4 separate regions of the Zea mays genome follow, and all the other regions are linked to region 2. Evidence: chromatin contacts called from public Hi-C data. All regions are on one chromosome and are shown on one strand. The core of a region is the stretch at or near the end of the contact, and the rest is flanking DNA. Distances in the headings are between cores, read along the strand shown.

Region 1 (2,700 bases), core at 53-2,552, 150 kb before region 2:
GCTCATGGAGCAATTTGATGGGAAAGATGGCGCATCTTTTTACCACACGAAAGAAGAGAAGAATCAGGGACAGAGGATACCTGCTTGCTTAACCTCTAGAATCTGCTGCGCGGGAGCAAGGAGGATGGCAGGGTGTGAGTGAACCACAGAGGGTGAGCTAACATTGGCTCTGCGTGTGGCGGCGGCGGCGGAGTCTTTGCTCCTCTTGGAACCACTGGCAACTGCATCCTGCACCTATAGCTCCTCGTCCTCAAGACCGCCTGGCCATCAACACAAAAAAATCCCTTATTTCTCCCCCAAAGTGGGAAACAAACAAACAAGCAAACAAAAGAGCGGGCGAGCATCTATCTTGCTGGAAAGAACAATACTAATGGCAGTAAAGCTGGAAGTTGGAGGTTGAGTGGCCGCTTTCTCACCTGATTCCTGCGTGCTGTTCGCGGCTTCCTCTGACGACACGGGAGGAAGAAGAGCGGTAGGAACGCCTGACCAAGAACCTAAAGCGATTAGTGGGGGGAAAAGGATAACGGGGAGAAAAACCAATCTTTTTTATCTGATTTTTGCGATTTGCGTGCAGGATGGCGGTGGGAGTACGGGGCACACGAGGCCGGTCAGCTTGACCCCAACGGAAGGGAAAGCACGGCCATGCCCACGCATCTCGAAACAACAACACGCGATGCTTTGCGCCCTTGCCCGTGGTGTTTAGAAAGAAGGAGCTATAGTAGGGGCACGAGAGAGCTCTTCAGCAGGGGCACGAGAGAGCCGCGACCGTCGCCTAGGTAGATGATGCGCTGCTTCCTCTTGGTGGCCAATACCCGGGTAGCCGACCCACACGACACACGGCGTGCGGCTCGCTGGCGCCGACGAGAGGAGGGAGGGGGAAGGGACCGGTCGGTGCTTGTCACAACGGCGAGAATGTTGGCGGCGGCGCTACTAAACTCTAGACCCTAGTGTCCATGGTAGATGCGAGCACAGAGTGAGACGAAATAAATGTGTACCAGAGAGATAGGAAGAGTGATGCCTGGTTCCCGTCGATGCCATGGCAAGCGCCGCCCTTGCTCGCGCCGTAGAGAAGAGAGTGCACCAGAAATCTGAGTCGGCGGCAAACGCGTCGAAGAGCGGGGTGGAGGCCGACGCGGAGGCAACAAAGAGGAGGGAGGCGAGCGCGACGACAGGGATGGGCGTCTGTTGCTGTAGGCTAGCATGGATGGAATGCGTGCGGAGCGCGCGGGCGAGGATGGAAGGAGGGGTGGGGAGGAGGATGGAAGGGCAGGCAAGGCAGTCGGCGGGGATTGCGGGAGGATGACGTTGATGGCGGCCTCGGCAACCTTGCATGACGGACGGTGCTGATATCGCGTATGGGTCCGATCCGATGGCGGGCGTTTATGACGGGGATCCTCGGCAGAACCGTGCACCAAAAGCTTTTGTGGACGCCTACATTTTTTTGAAAACTGGCAAGAGAATTGCCTGTTATATTAAAAAGAGGGTGAGAGCCAGCGAGGGCTAAAATATACAAGTACATCACACTAGGGAAGGAGACATTAAGTATGGTGACACAAATGTCCCAAAACCAACCCCTCCCCTTCCCCAAAACCTACACCAGCCTTGCTAAGTGTTTTGCTCCTCCTAGAATCCACAGGCGGATTTGCTCCTTAATCATCGCTATAGTCTGTGTCACGGTCTTCTCTTTGTGCTCAAAGATTCGCGAGTTTCTCTCACACCAAATTGTCCAAGACACGAGGATGATGAGGGTTCGCAATCCCTTCACGCTTCTCACTGCGGATGTTGCAAGATTCGACCACCATTGGTGCACCGAATCTACAGGTTGCCAAGAAGAATGATGGATCTCCGTAATTGCAGCCCAAATACTCAAATCAGCCCAAATATGTCTGGTGAAGCAACATTCAGCAAAAAGATGTAGTCCAGATTCTGGGCATGAGGCGCATAGGACACAACGCGGATTATGAGGCCATCCCCTTCTTGCCAACCTGTCTGCTGTCCAAACTCTATTTTGAACAGCAAGCCAACTGAAGAATTTGCACTTTGGTGGCGCCCAAGCTCTCCAAATTATACTATTAAAATTCCTGCATGTGGAGCCATAAAATTGCGCTTGGTAGGCTGACTGAGTTGTGTACTGGCCACTCATAGTAAACTTCCACTTGATAAGGTCGGGGGTATTGTGCATTAAGCGGAGCTGATTTACCTCGCACCATAATTGACAATATTCGTGTATGTGCGCGGCAGAAAAATCATTGTGATTAAAATGTAGGTCCTGAATCCATCGGTTGTTTGAGAGAGCCTCATGGATGGATCTATTTTTGCCGTTAGAAATGGAGTAGGTCAAAGGGAAGGTGTCTCTAGGTGTCATACCCCTTAGCCAGGCACTTTCCCAGAACAAAGAAGACTTACCATCCCCCACCCTGACTGAGGTTGCTGCTGCAAACAGTCTCCTGTCCAACATATTGCAAGGTATATCTTTCGCCATCCTCTAAGTATTTAACAGTTTGGCCTCCTGCCACAACCATCTGAGGCGTAAGGCCCGTGAGAAAAAACCAAGGTGCAGAATGCCTAAACCACCGTATTGTTTTGGTCTTGCTGCACAGACCCAGTTGACTTTGCATTTACCGCCGGTTAATCTCTCTGAACCAGCCCAAAGAAATTGCTTACGTTTTGAGTCAATGAAATCCAACACCCTTTGGGGCG
Region 2 (2,700 bases), core at 181-2,680:
TCTTTGGACCTAGAAGAATGTAGTAAACTTGTTGACCTACAATTGGTGAACAATATTGTTTAAGCAAGACAGGTCGATCCTTGTGTGGAAATGTGAGAAACTGCGGGGTGAACTGGGTCCTGTTGTTAAACTGATGGAGTTCAGAACAGTCCAATACTCTGAAAATATCTTCCTCCCTCATGTGCCTCAGTTACTTCTAGTTAACTGAAGGATAAAGATGAAGGCTAAAGCATTGTGGTGTGAAAAATATGTGTACATCATGCACTATTTTTGGATGAGCTGGAGGGTGTGGTGAATTGAGCACACTTGTGGCTGTGTGGTCTGTCTGTCAGCCCCTCTTGCTGTCCATAGGAGCTTTTTCCACATCTGCTACCCCTCTAAGCCCTCTCCTTGCATGTTGACCATGCAGTAATATTGGGAGACCTATTAGTGTAGTTAACCCTTGCTAAGTCTCAGGCAAAAAACCCAGAAACTCCAGCCTTGGGTGACTGTTCATAATCATCCAAAAACCAAAGAGCTGAACCTCCCCATGCCATGTCGATCCCATAGCAGTTTCACCATGTCCTTGTTGATCCCTTACACCTACCTCCTCCATCTTTCCCCATTCCTTTGGTTCACTGTGAAACTTAGTAACCGGGAACTGTGAACGTGGCCACGTTCCTCGTTCCGGGAACGTGAGAACAATCTCGTTCCCGTAGTGTTAAAACCTAGTTTTAGTAGCGTACCGTGTACCATGTTCCCGTACCTCGATCCCATCGATCCAGGAACCTGGTTACTAAGCTGTGAAAGCTTGAACTCGAAGAAAACCCTGGCAGTGGTGACCACACCCACCGAATCACCCACCTCTCCCCGTGGTCAGCCTTACCTAGAACGTAATATGTTCAAGTTGTTCGCGTTTCATAACCCATATGTGATGGTGATGCTCATGGCGTTTCCCTTTTGAACGCTACCGTGGTATCCCAGCTAGAACGCCGTCGGGTTTGTCCAGGATGCCGCCGCGGACCACCTTCGTGTGGACTGACCAAACCATGTCCTTCCCGGGTAAACTTATGTGAGCACCGTGTGCTAGATAGATCACTGGTACTCACCATAGTTTTGGATTGAACGCTACCATGCCCTAGACCATGGTTTGGGCTCGCCGGAGGTCGGTATGCTGCCACCGCCATGGATAGTAAGGCTATATGTCATCTTAGTCCGGTTCACTGCGGGTTATGGGTGTGTCATCCTCGGGGATCACGTCTGGGTGTTTAGCTTCGTCAGAGGAGGCCGTCACCGGCGGGTTTGCATGGCGGTTGGCCGGCGCTCGTCGGGGTTAAATCAGGGACCTAATGTTGGGAATAAAAGAAAGAAGAAGGGTCTCGGTGCACATGTTAGTGAGACAAAGGAATAGGGTTTCAGACTCCTAATAGATTTGCTAGCGCAGTGGCGGCGTAGATGTAAAGTTGCGAGTGCGGGCACGGACTGCTGGTCGTAGGGCCGGTTTCCCGTGCACTCGTGGGCCGAGTCTGAGTTTTCGGCCCAGTGTAGGTAGTTCTTTTGATTTTTGGTAGCAGATTGCAAAATTCATCACAAATTGTAGAAAACTGCAAAAATTACCAAACCAATTTTGTAGAGTCCACAAAATTGCGTAGTTCCTATTAAAATTATTCCTAGTATTTTTTCAGAAAAAGGTGAATTCTTAGTCATTTAAAAGTACCCTTAGGACGCTTAAAATAATTTTAGAAATAAAACCAAAAGACCAAAAATGATGAACACTTGTGGAAGAATTATTTACCATTAGATTAACCCCTGGTAAAAATCTTAGACTGTTTGGAGTCGATTTGTCCAGAAAACCATAAACTAGCTAAATGTGGATATTGAAACTCCTAAACCCTGATACTAATATAGGTTTAGATAAAACTTAAATAATCCAAAACGTTAAGCAGCAAGGTTGACAAGCTTTAGAATATTTAGTTCTCTGATTTTCTGAAGTAAGTTTAGTTTGATCACTTTGAGCCAACATTAAGTAACCTAGAAATATGAGTATAATTATCATATGCTTATTTAAGAGTATTTAAGTTTTCCACATCTCCCTGGTGAGAGTTTGCATGGCATATCATTACGTAAGCATTCATATACATGTGATTGAGTTGTAGAACACCTAGAAGAAGAAGTGGAAGAGGAACCAGTTCCTCCATCTGAAGCTTCTCCAACTGAAGTTGTTCCCGAAGGTCCTCCTGAAGGTGCTCCAGTAGGTTTTGCTGCCAACTGCAATATTTTGGTAGAAGAGCTTGACTCTCCTCCTCATCAAGGCATGCCCTAGTGCATTCAACAAATTCCTTGTGCTTTTAAAAACTTTTATCACTTATATGATTCATTAGGTGATAAGGGTTGAATGATTAAACCTTTGCTGCATAACTTGCTTGAACTATTGATTACCATGCTTGATAACTGATTTAAAAATGTAGACATGCTTAGTATGCTGATAGATTAGGAACAAAATGTTTTGATGTATTAATCATGTTTTTACAAAGAAAAAGGGCTTGGAGTGATGAAATTATCAAAGGCCTTATTAACTTCATCATTCAAGCATGGTACCTCCGATAGGTACAAGGTTTTGAGAAATAGTTCAAATTGGGACCAGACGTGAGCAGGAAAGGTCGCCCGTCTATGTCGTGTAAGGACCATAACGATTGTTGGTTTACATGATCTAGGACCTTT
Region 3 (2,700 bases), core at 195-2,694, 190 kb before region 2:
TCCCATCATACCTTCGCCTCCGCGCCACCCATTCTCACAAGAGGGCATGGAAGTAGGCGCCTCCTCCCCATATTCGTCCGACACCAGTCCCAATATCAACCTGCGCAGTGGCTATTGCACGTGCACGAGGATGTTTTACAGCATACACGCACCATCGTTTTCGTCATTGTTGGGCGTCCCGTTCATCTTCTAGGCCTTTGCTCTGTTCTTCCTCCCCAACCTGCTGCCCCCGCCCATAGTTACAGCCGCGAGCCGACCGGCGCTCGTCGACGTGAGTACAGGCGAGTCGGTCTTGCTCCTGGCTTTTTTCTTCGTGCGTGCCACCGAGGAGGACACAGTGGCGCCGGCCACGCTTAGGTTATATTGTCGATGAGGAGTTCAGATCTGAGATATTGGACAACCAAGGCTCATAGCGTGGCAGCAGTCGACATATATTACGGAGTTCGTGGTGGTGTTATGTCGCCTCGGCGGGTCTAGGGCTGGGAAGGCACTCGTATTTTCTCACCCTTTTCGGACTGACGCCTGGTGCGGGTGCCTCTCGGTTTAAAGCTGCTTCGGTTAGGCTTCTTTCTCCGCTTGCGTGCTTTCTCCCTATATGTATCTAGCGGTATACTACATATATCGACTCCAGATGCCCAGGACTTCGTCGTGCCCTTCTTCGGCAACGAATATGTATGACTGCCTCTTCCCTTCCCTTTCTGTTCTACGAAACCTTGGAAGTGGGGGAGATGAGGGATGGGGTCCCTGATTTGCTGCCTATAGTTTTCGTTCGATGGCTCGGCATCGCATGTCTACATGACCTTTCCCTTACCATGATATTGACTCGGTTAATCAAATAAAAAAATATTATGCGGAGAGCGGAGACAACCAATAAAATTTTTTGACATCTTTTTGATGGATATTTTTGTGAGCCGTCGCAACGCACGGGCAACCGACTAGTTGCATATTAATTTTGTTGAACAAGTTATATGCGAAACTATTATTATTTATTGTGCAGCATAAATTATACCCATCACAAATAAATCCTATCAAAAGTTTAGTTTTTTCCAAAATTAGTTATCACTTTTAGGTAAAAACAACAAAAATCTTCGAAAAAGTTGGATTTTTGCTCGAAAAAACAGGATTTTTGGCCGAAAATATGAAATTCGTTTTTGCTAAATTTGAAAATCCGCCTCGGTTGGAAAAAATGAAATTTGCTTAAAAACTCGTTTTCGATGAGCTTAAAAAATAACGAAAAGTTTAACCCTGGTACACACTAGCATCGCTGTTTTTTCCATCAAAAAAGCGCCGTCCCATTCCCATCTCAGTCCGGAGAAATTTCCAGCCTCTCGCGCACACGGCCGCCGGCTCTGATCTCTTTATCCACGTGGCCCCCTCCCAGTGGGCACCTCACCACCACCTGTCGACCTCCTCATCCCCAGCGGTGCGGTGCCCCCCGGCCCCTCCCCAGTGCCACTGTCTCGTCGGCTCGTCGCTCCGTAGACCCCGCGCCTCCGCCTCCCCGCCACTCGCCGGAGGCTGCCGCCATCGTTATGCCATGGCCGTCATCCTCTCCTCCGCGGCGCCAACGATACTGACTCGTCCCACGCGCCCTCGGAGGCAGCCGAGGAGCGGCCTCCGCGGGGGCCTCGCGCGCCTCTCAGCTGCGCTCGGCCTCGCGCACGCGGGCGCCGGCGCCGGCGCCGCACTCGCCGCGCCGCTCTCCTACGAGGAGATGCTGCGCCTCTCGTCCGACTCCGGCGGTGATGTTGGCGGGTTCGCGCTCCCGGAGCTCGGCCTCGACGGGCTCGTTGACTTCGTCAACGATAACCCTCTCGTCGTCGCGGCAGGCGTCGCGGCCATCGCAGTGCCGCTTCTCCTTGCGCAGCTTCTCGGCGGAGGCGGCAGCTCCAAGCCCTACTCCGTCCTGTCCGCCAAGGCGGCCTACCAGCGGCTGCTCGAGGAGCCCGACGCGCAGCTCGTCGACATCAGGCCGCTCAAGGATGCACGAGAGGCCGGCACGCCTGATCTCAAGGAGGCTAAGAAGAAGGCTGCTGCCGTACCTTACAACGGGGAGGACAAAAACGGATTCTTGAAAAAGTTGACACTAAAGTTCAAGGACCCGGAGAACACCACGCTGATCATCCTTGACAAGTGAGAACATCAGATCCTGGTTAATAACTGCAATGTACTTTGTTCTGTGTAGATACTTCTAGTTATTTCCCAGTTGGATTAATTAACTCCTTATCACAATTTGAAGAAACCAATTTTTCTGCATTTCATTCAAAACAGCATGCCAACGAATAGCTATGGTATTAACTGTTTCAAGTCCTCTGCATTGTCACTTCTGATTAGTGACTACTAGTCTATGGTAATGAGTCCATATCAAATTTGAAGAACCAATCCTGCAGAGTAGGTACAGGCTCTCATGGTGTGTCAAAATTTCAAAAAATAAATTAACTTGAAATTTAGTCTGTTTTCGTTTTTTAGGATCAAAGATGAAATCCTCCTAATTATGAAAATTTTGACTGCCACGGAATCAGCACATAGTTGATTTTTCTTAACTATCATAAAATCATTTTGCTGGTATAGCAATGCAAAAGAAAGTTATTTGTGAAAAAATCATCCTTCAAATGTGGAAAGCTGAATAGTTCTCATGTAATAAGAGCAGCTCCAAAAAACTCTTTATATTCTTTATAATTGATAGGAATATAGATTTTG
Region 4 (2,700 bases), core at 61-2,560, 230 kb after region 2:
TTTGCTTATTAAGACATGATAATCCTGATTGCTTAATCTGACTATCTGAGCCATCAGAGTGCAAATTTGCAAACCATATTTGCTATAGGCTATCTGCCGACCTCTATGTGCAACATATAGAACTGCAAAAGCGTATCTCAGAGTGTCAAGCTTTAGAAGTTGATTTATGATGTGGTCACGAGACCAATACATGTACTTGCATATAAATGTGACAAAGTTTTAGCACTAAAAGTCTTTATATTTGATAAATTTAGAATTCAAAAACCGAAACAAATTAACTGGTTCATATTTGGTGTCCCCAAAATCTTATAATTAAGTTTAACCTATATGAACATGATGTGGTACAAGTAACCACTCACAATAATTAACAGTAGTGGCTTACTGGAAAGTAAAATGCAGCATCTTAGCAGTAAAATACTATAATAAATAAAATGAATATATGTTTATGTTTGTTATTAATAAGAACGATGTCTAAAAAAGCAAGGCACCAACCGCTCACTTACATCTTAGAATATCGTTTTAGATTCTAATGTGCGGCAATGAATAGTAAAAGGAATGTGGTGCCACATGACTAACGCATCTGTAGTAACAAAAAGCACAAGGTGCATTTGCATGACTCTCGGTGTTCAGGCCAATTAGTCTCCTGCGCTGCAGGCAAGAAAAAACACAATGCAAAACTGCACACAAATGTATTCTAACCGGTTCAAATGCCCCATTCCGTACCATAACAGTGCCGACAGATTACATTAGTTAAGCCTCAAACCACACGCACAAACGTTACCTCTCCCATCCGCCGCTGGCGTAGCCACCATCGTGCGCCTGGGGCACGGCCCCCACCGCGCGGCGCTGCGGCTGCGCCTGGCCTGCCACCGCCCCAGCTCCCGCCTCCGCGGCGGCGGCGGCGGCGGAAGAGGCAGACTCAGAGGAGTCCAGCATCATCCTTCCCGTGACCGCCCGGAACCCGCGCCAGCCGTGTCCGTGCCGTGGCGTCACGCGCACATCCGTCGCGCGGCCACACAGAATCCTGGGCCCCCGGCGCCTGCCCGCAGACGACGCCGCACGCAGCACCAGCGCCCTCAGGAGGCTACCGATGCATACCATCTCATGGCTGCTGGCTCCACCACTCGCTTGCCCGGATGCCGTGGACGCGCCCCGATGCAAGATCCGCTGGTTTAATGGATTCGGATCTGGGGAAAGGTAGGGCAGGGAGGAGGAAGCGGCGGGAGGGGACGTGATGGCCGGTGCCAGATTCCGCTACCGCCTGCCTCCTCGCCGCTAGAAAAAGGCACCGGTTTTCAAGGAACTATTATCGACAATAATTGGTGTTGCCCGATTAAAAAAACTATACCTAGATTGGCCAATGGAAATAAAAATGCATCTGCTAAAAAAACTTGCAATGCTTTAGGAGCTGGCAATCCACTTTACAACGAAATTTAAGGTGTGTTTAGGATTGCTTTAATAGTTTTAAAATATATATATTTTTAATCTATATATATATATCTAAACAATAAATGAAATCTCTTCTCTGCTCCTATTAAAAACGGATAGGGTACGTGCAGAGGCAAAGTTGTGCCTCCACCCGGCCTACCCCTTGCCGCGCGTTCCTGTCCCGCAGCCCTCGTGCCCGTAGCCCTGCTCGCCACCCCCGCCGCACGATGGGGGACGCTATCTAAACTGCCACTCGCATTTGCCCTCTCCACCTCCCTGTGCGGCCCCCACCATGCTTTCTTCCTCACCACTCAGCCGCTGCTAGCTCCGACCTAGTCACGGCTTTGCCATCTCTAGCACCGCCCCTTGTCCCACGCCGCCGCCGCCAACGCCACAGCGACTACCGCGCTGCCATCCCCAAGCGGGACATTGAGCAACCTCATGTGTCTGCTCTGCGAGGATTTGCGCCTCCTCCACGCCGGACGACGACTCGCGTGGTGGATCTAAACGGCGCAACCATGTGATGGCGCCCCCTCGGCCCCTACCCCATCCGCCCATCGTCTCTGCCTAGATGCTCGGCAGATATTGTTCCTTGACAAAGAATTTCATAGTTTGATGTCCAGACATTTACTTTGATCTTTTTTTGGTGTACTATGAAGCACTTTTGCTTCAAATTGATTTCTTTTGACTTGTGCAACACTGATAAAGAGATACATAAGCGCCAAGACATGCTTTCTAGTTTGAAGTATAAAGCAAAGCAAATGCCGACAAGTTTGAACATGTCAAACTTTGCTAACAGGCATGTCGTGTCAACAATGGTCAGGAACGTATCCTTCCTAAATCTTAATATATTTTTTAAACACGTCAATTTACAGTATTCAAGTTTTCAGGTAAGTATTATTATGTTTTTTTGTTAGAACTAATGTGTGAATATGTACTTGTCGTGGTTTCGGAAATCAGGGGCAGTAAGATTAGTGTTCGGTGGGGAGATTAGCAGTGACTCACTTCGAATGGTGGATCGCAGTGACTCGAGTGGTGGATTTGAGACAGTTGTTATACTGGTTCAGGGCTTGCGCCCTAGTCTAGTGTAGTGCTGATCGTAGTATTGCTCTGAGCGTGTTACAGTTGGTGTGCTCGTGTGTTCAAAAAAGAGGGGTCCTTCCCTTTTATACTTCAAGGGATGGACTATACAATGGGGACTTTGTATTCTGCTGGGGGGTGCTCGACCGACGGCCCTTGGGGTAGCATGGTTCCTCTAATGTTGTCCATAGG

What was found. A called contact is a pair of places that touch in the nucleus more often than the background predicts.
Region 1: a Hi-C map of leaf shows a contact between it and region 2, with 6 times the contacts expected there. The contact joins the promoter of LOC100502223 here to the enhancer-like site in region 2. A contact is called at or near these places in 8 of 25 Hi-C or Micro-C datasets (bundle sheath, ear, leaf and 3 more).
Region 3: a Hi-C map of ear shows a contact between it and region 2, with 1.7 times the contacts expected there. The contact joins the promoter of LOC100192599 here to the enhancer-like site in region 2. A contact is called at or near these places in 2 of 25 Hi-C or Micro-C datasets (ear and leaf).
Region 4: a contact with region 2 is called in a Hi-C map of bundle sheath, with 2.5 times the contacts expected there. The contact joins the promoter of LOC100273148 here to the enhancer-like site in region 2. A contact is called at or near these places in 4 of 25 Hi-C or Micro-C datasets (bundle sheath, ear, leaf and 1 more).

The regions. Positions count from the first base shown.
Region 1 is chr5:143,970,852-143,973,551 of Zm-B73-REFERENCE-NAM-5.0, forward strand. LOC100502223 (EKC/KEOPS complex subunit Tp53rk) reads right to left here and starts at 1,303. Exons shown (of 5, transcript XR_004849579.1): 1 at 996-1,303.
Region 2 is chr5:144,124,506-144,127,205 of Zm-B73-REFERENCE-NAM-5.0, forward strand. No RefSeq gene overlaps it. Among protein-coding and RNA genes, the nearest start is that of LOC100274679, 83 kb to the right of the region's middle. Within about 2 kb of position 1,431, at least 15 of the 20 cell types and tissues checked have an H3K27ac peak or open chromatin away from gene starts, as enhancers often do. A contact at or near this core is called in bundle sheath, ear, leaf and 2 more, where this site is marked.
Region 3 is chr5:143,937,274-143,939,973 of Zm-B73-REFERENCE-NAM-5.0, forward strand. It overlaps LOC100192599 (Rhodanese-like domain-containing protein 4 chloroplastic), which reads left to right and starts at 1,445. Exons shown (of 9, transcript NM_001137814.1): 1 at 1,445-2,133. The coding sequence starts at 1,538.
Region 4 is chr5:144,350,920-144,353,619 of Zm-B73-REFERENCE-NAM-5.0, forward strand. LOC100273148 (putative protein phosphatase 2C family protein) reads right to left here and starts at 1,311. Exons shown (of 8, transcript NM_001360217.1): 1 at 782-1,311. The coding sequence starts at 1,101.